Regions from separate parts of the Sus scrofa genome. Here region 2 is linked to region 1. The links are chromatin contacts, called in public HiChIP or PLAC-seq maps. All regions are on one chromosome and are shown on one strand. Each heading gives the region's core, a stretch centred on a gene start, on an enhancer-like site or on the middle of the called end of the contact. The rest is flanking DNA. Distances are from core to core; before and after follow the strand shown.

The links. HiChIP or PLAC-seq counts read pairs in DNA pulled down with a chosen protein or histone mark.
Region 2: an H3K27ac HiChIP or PLAC-seq map of alveolar macrophages shows a contact between it and region 1. The contact joins the promoter of NBEAL2 here to the enhancer-like site in region 1. A contact is called at or near these places in 11 of 47 Hi-C or Micro-C datasets (alveolar macrophages, blood, embryonic fibroblasts and 6 more) and 2 of 2 datasets of contacts at active chromatin or transcription factors (alveolar macrophages and skeletal muscle).

Annotation. Positions count from the first base shown.
Region 1 is chr13:29,801,525-29,807,098 of Sscrofa11.1, forward strand. All of the region lies in intron 4 of CCDC12 (coiled-coil domain-containing protein 12), which reads right to left. Among named protein-coding and RNA genes, the nearest start is that of CCDC12, 42 kb to the right of the region's middle. Within about 2 kb of position 2,242, at least 18 of the 83 cell types and tissues checked have an H3K27ac peak or open chromatin away from gene starts, as enhancers often do. A contact at or near this core is called in alveolar macrophages, embryonic fibroblasts and retroperitoneal adipose tissue, where this site is marked.
Region 2 is chr13:29,845,010-29,850,583 of Sscrofa11.1, forward strand. NBEAL2 (neurobeachin-like protein 2) reads left to right here and starts at 2,397. Exons shown (of 55, transcript XM_021068700.1): 1 at 2,397-2,679. The coding sequence starts at 2,629. CCDC12 (coiled-coil domain-containing protein 12) reads right to left here and starts at 1,674. Exons shown (of 9, transcript XM_005669466.3): 1 at 1,243-1,674; 2 at 523-687; 3 at 71-424. The coding sequence starts at 166. It overlaps LOC110256226 (a long non-coding RNA gene), which reads right to left and starts at 64. Exons shown (of 2, transcript XR_002337516.1): 1 at 1-64.

The sequences.
Region 1 (5,574 bases), core at 992-3,491:
TCCGATTCGACCCCTAGCCTGGGAACCTCCATATGCCGCAGGAGCGGCCCAAAGAAATAGCAAAAAGACAAAAAAAATTAAAAAAATAAAAATTACTCAGTCATGTCATTATTTTAAAAAACAGGGAAGCCCAGAGTTTCCTAGTGGTGCAGCAGGTTAAGGATCCAGCATTGTCACTGCTATGGCTCTGGCTACTGCTGTGGCATGGGTTCAATCCCTGGCCTGGAAACTTCTGTAGGCCTGGAGTAGGGCAAAAAAACAACAACAAAAAAGAACAAAACAAATGAACAAAACCCCCCAAGGAATCCAGAAGAGACAGAGCTGGCTGGGGTGACCCACGTGGGAGCCCCACCAACAGCTCTGATCAACCCCAAGTTTACCAAGTTGTGTCAGATCCCAGGCCTGCCAAGAACACGGGGTGCCCAGACCCCCAAGGGGTGGTTTAGAAACAGCCAACAGCTGTTCAAGGCAAAGACCAGGGCCAAGCATTAGTTAAATCAGGCCCCTGCCCAGCTGCAGCTGCCATGGCATCTGGGCCATGTGGTGTGCACCCACTCCCACCCCAGGCTCTACAGAAACCATCCCAGTTTCTCTAAATTTGTAGGCTGAGCTTTGCCCCCACCCGTCTCCCCAAAATGCACAGCTGACAGGCATTTAAAGTAGGAACAGCTGATATGCCAAAATTCAAGGACTGAAAAATATTACGGTATTCTCAAAGAAATACTAAGTAGCCAGTGAGAATTTTATAGAAGCTGATTTATCAAAAGATGGTCATGACACAGTACATGAAAAAGGTTTCAACAAAGAAGGATATGCACGGATACACATTAATATGATTCACTAAAATTTTCAACAATTGACAACAAATCTATAAGTACTTTAAATATCAATTTAAATTTAAAAAGAGGCATGGGGTAAAGGTTTATGACAGCTGAGTTGAATCCCAAAGGGACCACAAGGTGAGAACTGAAGTGGCCACACTGGCTGTTGGGGCCCAGGTGGTGGTGGGGACTAGAGCTGGCAGTGGACCACAGACCACTCTGGGGAGGTACATGGTGCTCCATCCCAGTGGGCTACCCTGGGCTGGGAAGTGCTGGCGGGCTGCTCAAGAGGTATGCTCCTCTCTCCACCACAGAACCACCAGCAGCCCTGATGTCCATCCCTCTGGCCCTGGCCAAGCGGGCATGTGGGACAAAGGCCATGACCCTAAGAGTGAAGGTGGTACAACAGGACCAGGCTTGACTGAGAGCTTGTGGGCAGAGGACAGGAATGGCGCTGTTTTCCCATTTATGACAGGATGGTTGGGTGAACTCAGCTGTTCTCCACCCTGCCTGCACGTCGGACAGGGACTAGGGAGGTGTTCCCATGCTCTTCCCCTCCCTCTCAGCTGGGAGATCTTAGACAAGTAACTTGACCTGGGTGAACTGTGATTTTCTTACCTCACAGCGGACCACACCTCCCCCCAGAACAGGTTTAATGAGAATGGCTTTCAAAGCACTGGAGATCAAGACATGCAAGAGGAAGACTTTCCCAGCTGTGCTCCCTCTACAAAGGGAAGCACCTGGCCTGGCCACACATCAAGTCGGCTTTCCATGACACCTCCTTCATTTTTCTACATTCCTGCACCCAGCCCTGAGCAACAGGGTCAGGAAAAACAGGGTGGCCGCAGGTCTCTGTGCTATTGCCTCAGCACAAGTCATGGAGCCACATCCAGTCCCTGTCCATGGCTGGGGCACTCCAACCTGGAGTGGGAGCGAGATAACCAGGGGGTGGCTCTGGTCACCAAGAGAGTGGAGCAATGTCTGCTGAATCAAGCTGACATCATGGGTGTGTGAGCCCTGCTGCACAGCCACCATCCTAGGGACCCAACCCACCAATGAGAGCAGGCCTGGCATTTACCAGCATAAAAGGATCGGGCACTGGGCCAGAACTGGGCCAGGTCTCAGCTGGGATGGGACCTTTCTCCACATGGGGTTGGAGAACCGGTTTTCCACCCTGAAGAAGGCAGGTTAGTGGCCTAGTTTCTTCTGTGATACATGACACTCACTTAGGGTGAACCACTGTCTCTCAACGGTGACTGCCCCAGCTGGATGAAGACCTCGAACCTAAGCCACGGGGAGGTGGCGGCTGTGGGGGCTGAGGGTTGGGGCTTGCTTGTTCTGGCACTTAACAAGACATGCTCCCTGCCTCATGACCAACAGAGTGTGCAACACCCCACCCCCACCTGCCAGGGTGGCCACGACTGTCAGCCACAAATTCTACCCAAGACACACCTCATTGGCATATACCAGCCAAACTGCCATAAGGAGGAAGTGACTTAGGGCTTACAAAAAACAAAAGCAACTGACATGAATGCTCCTTTCTGTGGCCAGACTTCCAGAGCTGCCAGATCACATCTTATCTAGGCAGCAAGTAGCGGGGGGGGGGGGGGGGGTGTTAGAGATGAGTCATAGACGCCCCTGCAGAGTTAGCCACAAGGGAAGTTGGCTGGGAGAGGCAGATCCAGCCCAAAGGAGAAGCAAGGGTCCTTCTGGGAGTGAAAAACATCTTTCCTTCCCGCAAAACCTGGTTTGGTCTGGTTAACCTTTGGGGGAATGACTTCCACTTGATGGGGATTTGGTTGTAGGGAGATGGGGTAGGATTTATTTAATTGGTAAATTTTAATTTACCAATTAAAATTCTAGCAAGCTTTTAAAATAGATATTAACAAGCTGATTCTAAAGTTTATAAGGCAAGCCAAAAGAACTAAGAAAACAGACATTATTCTCAAAAGGTTTCCTTGAGCAGATGGGCAGAAGCACAGGCAGAGAGGAAGGTGGGTGATTCTCCAACATGGCTGGTGAGGGGTGAAGACCTGGGGTTTCTGCCTCCAGTCCTGCTGGATTTTTCCATTTCTTCAGCCACAACTCCTGGCCCCAACCTGTGTCCGGTTGGTCAACTGAATCTGTGAAATGATGCCACTCAGTTCATTTCCCCAGGACCATCTACAAATAAGGGAGGTTCTACAAACAGGTTCCTCATCACTAATTTCTTGGTCACATGCTTATTTCTACTCTTATCCACCCACCCTATTTTTTTCCCAAGTCTTGCCCTATTTGCAAAGTTAGCACAAGCCTTAAGTAAAAGTAAATCCTGCCTTTTCCAGGTGTGTCGGGAGCTATCCTTGTCTCAGGAGAGCCTCACAAGGGTTGTTTTTTGTTTGTTTGTTTGTTTGTTTTGCCCAAAGCCCCAGCACTACCCCGGTAAACAGCAATCACATTTGCTTCACTCATTAAGGAAGCAAGTTTCATTTTTCTCCCCATCTCTCTATTGAAGATACTCAGGTCAGGCTGACTGAGGCAATGTGACTTGTCCCAGATCAGCTCAGAAGGCAGGGCCTGGCCTCAAACCTGGGCACTGCTTCCAAATCCTGAGCTCTCTCCACGTGCCTAGTACCTACAATGTTTAGCAGCAGTGCCCCCCCACCCCACCCCCAACAACAATCACCTCATCACCTGTTATTTCCCTAAGTCCGGACAAGTGTTTAAAAAAATGCGTGACAAACTAGCTAACACACATCAATGGAACTGGCTACCTGTCATGTACCTACAATGCCACCCTTAAATCTTTCTCCCTGTTCCAATGATCTGTATAAAGCCCAGGTTTGGGTTTATGAGCAGGGGGTCAGGGGAGATGTTTGTCCATGACTCCCCAACACCACTTACCCTGTCACACTGCTGGTTCACACCCCTGGGCCTTCACTGCCCAAACCCTACCCTCTAGGATCCTGGACCCAATTCAAGAGGAATGTTCTCCATGAGGCCTTGTCCTGTTGCCCTCAGCTGAAGGCAGTCCTGACTGGGCACTGCATTCCTCTCAGGACACTTGAGAAGAGCTGGGACCCACGGGGATTCCCACCTGGCACCTGGGCTCAACCAGGCTAACCTGGACTAAAGCAGGCTGTTTTTATCTCCACGGAGCTGAGGAAGCCAAGATGCTCATTGGCTACTGGCCTCAGAGGTCATTCCTCCCCATCCTAGTGCAGATGGAAGGTCACTCCTTCTCCTTGTTGGCAAAGGGGGCCATGGCTGAGCTGTGGCCTCAGGGCCCTATGGAGCCTGCTCCCAAGCCATAAGCATCCTGCTAGGAGTCCCTTTGCAGATCTGGAGTACAGATAAGGAGAAAGGTCCCCTTTCCTGGGAAGGATACACACTCTGCTCTCCCCTGCTCTACCTGGAAAGCCCACACCCAAGCCCTGGATTCCATAGGCTGGGGTTGAGTCTGGCCCCTCCATATACGGACCAAGCCTCTGCCCAGCCTTCCTGAAAAACCCAGGCAAACCCTTTGCTCTGGGCCTATCAAAGGTGAAGAAGTCCACTTTTCCTGAAGGCTATGAATGCAGGCAAAATTCTTCTCCAAGCGAAGCCTGGGCTTCCTGACAACCCAGGGCAGGAAGGAGCAGTAGGCTTTGCTGGGTCAAGGATGCGTAGAGAAGTGAAGTTCATCTGCCCAGTCTCTAGATTACCTGGCTCCTGATTATAGGCCAGACTGTTCTGCCATATCCCACTGCCCCAGAAGAGGCGGATCAGAGGAAAGTGGAGGTACAGGACAAAAGAGGGAGAACCCAACTCAATGTCCAGCATGTTTGGTCCTTTGGCTGCTATGAGTGAAGGAACAGCCATTCGGTTGTTCCCTTCTGTTGAGCCCCGCAGAGGGGCTCTTTTATCCCTTTCTTTTTCACACTTTTCTTTTATCCCTTTCTTTTTCACACTCTTGTTGTTTTGAAATAAATACCTCAGGCACACAGAGAGTAACACAACACATGTACCCCCACCCCTACCCCTCGAATCAACAAAAGCAACATTTTGCCATTACTGAGACAGGTTTGTTACCCCTTGCCTTTTTTTCCCTCCAAAGAAATCACATCTTGCAGCTGGTTAAAGCCTTTTCCTAATCCTGTTCCTCCAGGCTTCCCCACAGCTCATCTGAGATTGAGAGCTGGTGCTACTCCATGTGCACATTTACATCTGTGCAACTTCTGCTTCGCATCCCTGACATCTTAGCAGCCTGTCTTCCTCTAGGGAATGTCAGCTCCAGCAGGGCAGGAACTGGGTTTTGTCCACTGTTATCTCCTAGGGGCCTAGGATGGTGCCCTGCACAAATGAGACAACCAACCAGATGTTGACTGAAGAACAGGCCTGTTGTTATGTGTGCTTCTAAACTGGATATAAATGCCCCTGCCCTGTATATCTCAGGCTGCTTTTACCTCCACTCAGCACCATGTTTGAGATTCAATCACATGGGTCAACATTCAAGTCTTCTACTGTATGACCCACCCACCTGCTAACCAAGGACCCTTCTTTGTTTCAAGGAGAAGACAGATCAGAAAAGGGACCTCTCATAAAGCCAAGGCAGCCCAGAAACTGAAATCCAAGGCTCTATTCAGCAACTGAATACCTACGAACAGCCAGAAGAAATCCAAAAGGTCTCTTAGCAGTTACCACAGAATGGGAGAAACTGGGCAGGCGCCCACCCCCAAACCCCCAAGTCTGTGGTCGATTGGAAAGAGAGCAATGACCTGGCCTCCATCTCTGT
Region 2 (5,574 bases), core at 1,147-3,646, 44 kb after region 1:
TGCCTCTGGTCCCAGTCCTGGATCCGAACGCCGGCTACCTCGGCCACGGTCCTCACTCTGCATTTCTCACCTTGCGCCCGGTTTTCTCCCGTAGGGCCTTCAGCCGTTCCTTTCGCCGCAATGCCTCTTCCTCCAACCGGCCCACACCGGCCGCAGTAGCCGCCATCTTGCCAGCCGACCCCCTCTCCTCTCGTCCAGCATCGCGCAGGCCCAAGGCGTAGATTAATCTCTTACAGCCAATCCAGGGACGGGAATGGGAGAGCCGGAAGTCTTGAAAGCCAACCAATGCTGAGTTGCTATAGGAGGGCCCGCCCTCTTCCTCCCCAGCAACTCGCCTAACTTGCCTCTGGCCGGCAAAGAAGTAGGCTCTAAGGCTCGATTCGTCCAACGCCAATCAATGAGAAAGTGGCAAGTGGAATCAGACCTGAGTGGAGGAGGATAGAGCGCATCGATCACCCTGGTTTTGCCTAAGCGCCAACCACTGCTCACTCCATGCTGAACACTTGGAATGCCCTGACTTACCTTTGTCCACTTGTCTTTATTCTTCAAGGCTTGAAGAAACCTTCCCTGACTCTCCACTCCAACCCCAGCTTAAGAGGTCCTTCTTAAGCTCTCAGTGGCTTCCTGGATGGATCTGTTTATGGGCCCTTGGGCCCCTCTCTGTCCACTCTCAGCTCAAGACAAAGCCTAAGAAGAGGCGGGGTTGGCTGGGGGGCATTTTCCTCTGAGTTCATGGTTGATGCCCTCCCACCCCTAACCCAGGGTCAGACTGCCAAACCTGAGAAAGAGCAAACCCCATCTCCCAACTTGGGTCCAGTGGTTCCCAGGGGACCACGCTGAGTTTAGTTCCTAAGAACTAAGCTGAGAATTAGTTTGGCCTCTGCTGCAGCAGGTGGCCAAGAGGTCCAGTGTTCCCCAGCAGAAGTTGCCAGGGTATTCTTTCCCAAGCTAATTAGCATGCCCCGAGAACCACTTTGCCTGAAGTCAAGATCTTCTGACAGCCTGTCCAGATTCCAGAGCCACACCTCCTCCTACCTGGGAAGAGGAGGCCAAGCTTCCTCCCTTCCCCCCAGTCTACTTGTCTCTCAGCAAGGCTGTTCCCTGCTTGGGACCTTCTCCCCAGTCTGGCAGCAGGTAGACACCCACTCCTTCCTTCCCAATTCCCTTCAGAGGTCACAGAACCCAGTGCCACAGAACCCTGTCCAGCCAGCCCCCATGCACAACCCCCTTGACTTCAGTAACCTGGGCCTTTTGGTTCCAACTCCCCTGCATCAGGTATGCGGGTAGTACCCAATCCGCCGGTAGTAACTGTTCAGGAAATGTCAGCTCAGAAGTAGGATGGGTAGGGCAGGAGAAAAGGCCAAAGTGGAGGAACTGCCCAAGAAGCCAAGAAGACAGAGCAGGTTGGGTATAGGGACTAGGTCTGTCTCTTCTTGGCTACCCAAGGTCTAGAGGGTCCAGACTGGGTCAATTCTTCCAATTGACGGCAACTCTCTGGGTCCCACAAACTTCCTACCAGCCACAGCAAAGGGCCTCACCCTTGCCCAAGACCAGAGTGCCCCCTCACTTCTCAGGGGGGCTGGGGGAGCTGGAGGGATGGGGCGGGGGGGGGGGGGGGAGAAGCCCAGGAGTGATGATGACAGTGGTTCTGGAGGCAGGCGTCTGTCCCTGTCCATGCTGTCATTGGCTGCTTAGGTGGTCCTCATTTGGCCCATCTGGGCCTCAGTTTCTCTGCCTGTAAAACAGAGATATGAGGCACACTTTAACCTCTTGATGTTAAAAGAGGTGAATCAAGTGCTGAGCTGTGGAGTGGAAGGTGTCTCTATCAGAGCATCTAGTAAGGAGGGGACCCAGGTGAGGGAAGACTACCTAAATTTTCCAGGGATCTGCCCCAAAGATGGAGGGTACCGCGCTTCCTTGGAGCTATTTCACACTTGCCCCGCTGTTTTCTGATTCTCCCACCCCTAGCCCCAATCCTCGCTGCACCCCCGCCACATTATCCTGCTCCACTAACAGCAGGAGTAAAAAAAGTGGCACTTCCATATAACAGCGCCTGGCACGTAGTAAGCGCTGCAAGTGGTCATCATGATTGTTATCATTGCTTGTTGAAGGACGCTGCCCATCTGCATGCGGCCTGCAGCCCCTTCCCCCAACCCTGTAAGCCTGTCCCTTTCACGAGTGGTTGCAGGCAGAATGCGTCCCGGTCAGATATAGACCTAGAACAAATCTGGAATCCTTGACTCAACCCTAGTCCAGGAGGCTCTGAGTGGCCCTTTCCAAAGCGCGGTGAGAGCGCGGATTGTGGAGGGCGGGGCTGCTGCGCGCCCTCTGGGGCCGCCCTGACCTCAGGCTCCTCCTCCCGCCGGGCTCCCCCCGCCCCCCTTTGCACGGTCCCGGGAGAGGCGGGGCGGCGGTGGCGGCCGCAGGAGTGCAGGAAGCCGGGCGGCGGCCGGCTGCGAGGAGGAGGAGCGCAGCGGGGGCCAGTACTACTTCCCCCAGTAGTACCGCGCCGCTCCGCCCCGGAGTGACGCCCTCCGCCCATGGGCCTGGCCGAGGGCAACCGGCGGGCGGCGCGGAGGAGGCGGCGGCGGCAGGTAGCGTACAGCAGGGCCGGAGCCGGGCCGGGCTATGGCCGCCTCGGAGCGGCTCTACGAGTTGTGGCTGCTCTACTACGCGCAGGTGAGCCCGCCCCGCCCCGTGTCCGCGGTGTTCCCAGCTCCCCTCGCTCCGTGCCTGCTGCACCTGTGCCCGGCGCCACCTGGACCGCGTAAATGCGCGCGCTCCCGGCGTGCTCGGACTCTGCACACACGTGTGCACCCTTAGCCCGCGGATGCCTCTGGCAATTATACCTGGGGGTCGGCCCACGCGGGTGCGCCCCTCGCTCAAGCCTCTTGGGTCGGGACTGCGCAGCCTCTGTAGTGCGGAAGGAGAGGGGCCTGGACCAAGATGGCAGGGCACTTCCCCCTTTTACAGATGGGGAAACTGAGGCCAGAGAAAAAGAGACGGGCGGGGAGCGTAGTTTGCACTTGGCCTTGCCGCTCCTGTGGGCGCAGCCCAGTTGGTGGTCAGGGCCTGTGAGTCTGAATGGGCTGGGGGTCCAAGCTTGCACGGAAGGCGTCCATACTTCAGTCTGACCTGAGTCAGTTCATCAGATTTCCTGCAGCAAACTATCTTTGGAGAGCTCCTCCCTGACCCAGGCGGCTTTACCCCAACCGGGGGGCGGGGGGGGGTGGTGGCGGTTATGGGGGGTTATGGGGTGGTGGTGGGGGTCTAGCCCAAAGAAAAGTTCCCACCTCAGTTGGTGGGAAATGGCTTGGGGGTGGGGAGGGAGGAGGGTGAGCTAGGAGGGAAGTTTGAAAGGGATGGAAGGAGGCCATTTCCTCCTGAGCTCCCTGTCCTACCTCAGCGACTACTTCAAAGTGTCCTCAGAAGGTGAAGGGAGCAAACTCTGACACAGGTGTCCTGAAACTCTCACACCAGTAGGCCCCCACTTTCCTTCTGCTTCCACAGCAGGGAGGGAACCCAAGGTAACAACCCTTTTGCCTCTTCACCCAACACCAACCTCCCTTGCTGCACCTGCCTGGCATCATGCTCCTGGCTCAGGTGTGCCTTGGGCACAATGGATTATTGTGTACCCTTGATCTCTCACTGGGGGGAAGTTCATGCTCACGTTAACTGGCCCTCTGTTACGAGGCTAGTCTAGCTTAGTCTCCCAGGACTTCAGGCCAGGTCTGGGGCCCCAGGGACCAGGAATCCAGGCCATAAGGGCTATAGCTTTCTGAGCCTGCTCAGGTGGTGAGAGGTCTGGGCATCTGGCAGAAGGCAGTAGTGCATGGAGTAGAGTCCCTCTTTGGTGTCACTCAGGGCACATTCTTTACACCCCTGAGCCTCTGCTTCCCTCTCTGTGAATTTGGTACAATCCTAACCTCCGGTGGCCTGGACTCTGCAGAGGGGTAGCCTATATGGCTGGACCAGGCCAGAGAAGGTTCTTACTTCCCTGCCCCGTTGAAACCCCTCACCCCAGTTTCTCTGTCTCCAGCTCCAAAAGTTGGTCCTTGTGAAGGAGCAAGAGATTTGGGAGGAAACTTGCCCCGGGCCCTGGTGCTTCTGTTTGTCTCTATGGCTGTGGGCAGGTTCTTAGTCCTCAGTTTCTTCAGCTGTTACTGGGTGATGGCAGGCTTGAACCAGGTGATGAGTGTGAGGGATGCTAATGGTGGATCTTCAGGCTGGGTGTTGTGCTACTGGGGGAGGATGTTTTGGAAGTTTCTCAGGACTATACCTCCAACATGGTTGCCTCCTGCTGTCCCTTCTAGCTGAGCTCTGCAAGTGGTCAGTCCCTCACAGGTGTGTGGCATTCATCTGTATTGAGTCCCTTCCCCTCCTCCAGCTCCTCACCTCACAGGGCAGGTATGGAGCGCAGGCTAGCTGGTTGTAGCTTTGGAATCCTGGGTAGGCAGGGGACGGCCTGGGGCCAGGCAAACAAATCCAGGATATGAGTGTGAAGCCAGGAGCCGGGAGGGGCCAGGTCTTTGGGGAGAGGAAGCTCCAGCCAGCCTCCCAGCACTGCCTTCCTGCCGGCTTGGTCCTGCTTCTACTCCCGGAACATGGTCCCCACCCTCTTTACTGAGCACCCAGGGAGTGGTGGTTGTGCTCCTTTGAGCTTTGCTAGGCACCTGTGGTGTGTGTACTTGGGGGAGAGGGTAAGATAAGGTAAAGGGTTAAACTGATAAAGGGTATTAAGAGACCCCTGAGTTGGCCAGCCACACAATCAGAAGGCTCCCCTATACTTTCACTCCTCCCCTCAGCTGTGAGAGCTGACATCAGCTGGCAAACCTGTTTCCCCAGTTGTGGGGCTAGGCCCGCCCTGGGAACACCCCGTTTCTGCCCTTTCTTTCCCCTCACAGACCCTAGGTTCAGACCTGCCCCCGCCCCCTACCTCTGAGGGCGATGAGTGGGTGAGGGGGCTGTGAATGGCTACTGAGGGAGGAAGGAGGGCCCTGGACATCGCTCAGTCTGAGCCCCTCAGGGCCCTAGCTTGGAAACCAAGGCAGGGTCGTAACAAGGGTGCTGGACAAGTTTAGAGCAGAGTCTGGCAGACCTCCAGCCTAGTCTCCATCCTTTACCCAGGAGAGGTCTAGATCTGTGGGCAGGAAGACTCAGGTGGGCTTGCACCTGGGATAGCACAAGCTCCTTCCTTTGCCTGGGGCTGTCTCCTTCCCGTCCGAGGAGGCCTTCCTCCCCTGTCCCCCCAGACCAAGCTGGATCTCAGCCCAAGCATGTCCCCATTTGAACCCTCATTGTGTTTGGTCCTTTGCGGTTTCCCTTGCACCTCACATTTAGTAGCTGCTTCTTGAGTATTAGCTGAATGGCTGGATAGAGGCCCCACAGCAGTGACTGACCAGGGGTGTCATGCCAGGAGACTGAGTTTGGGCATTGAGGGCCAAGGGCACAGGAACAGGAGGAGCAAGCACATGGCAGTGGGAAATAGAGGCAAGTTGTCAGGAATGAAAGAGAGGCCTGTTGGATGGGTGAGCACATGTCCAGAGGACTGAACCCAGCAAGGCTTCTCCAGTC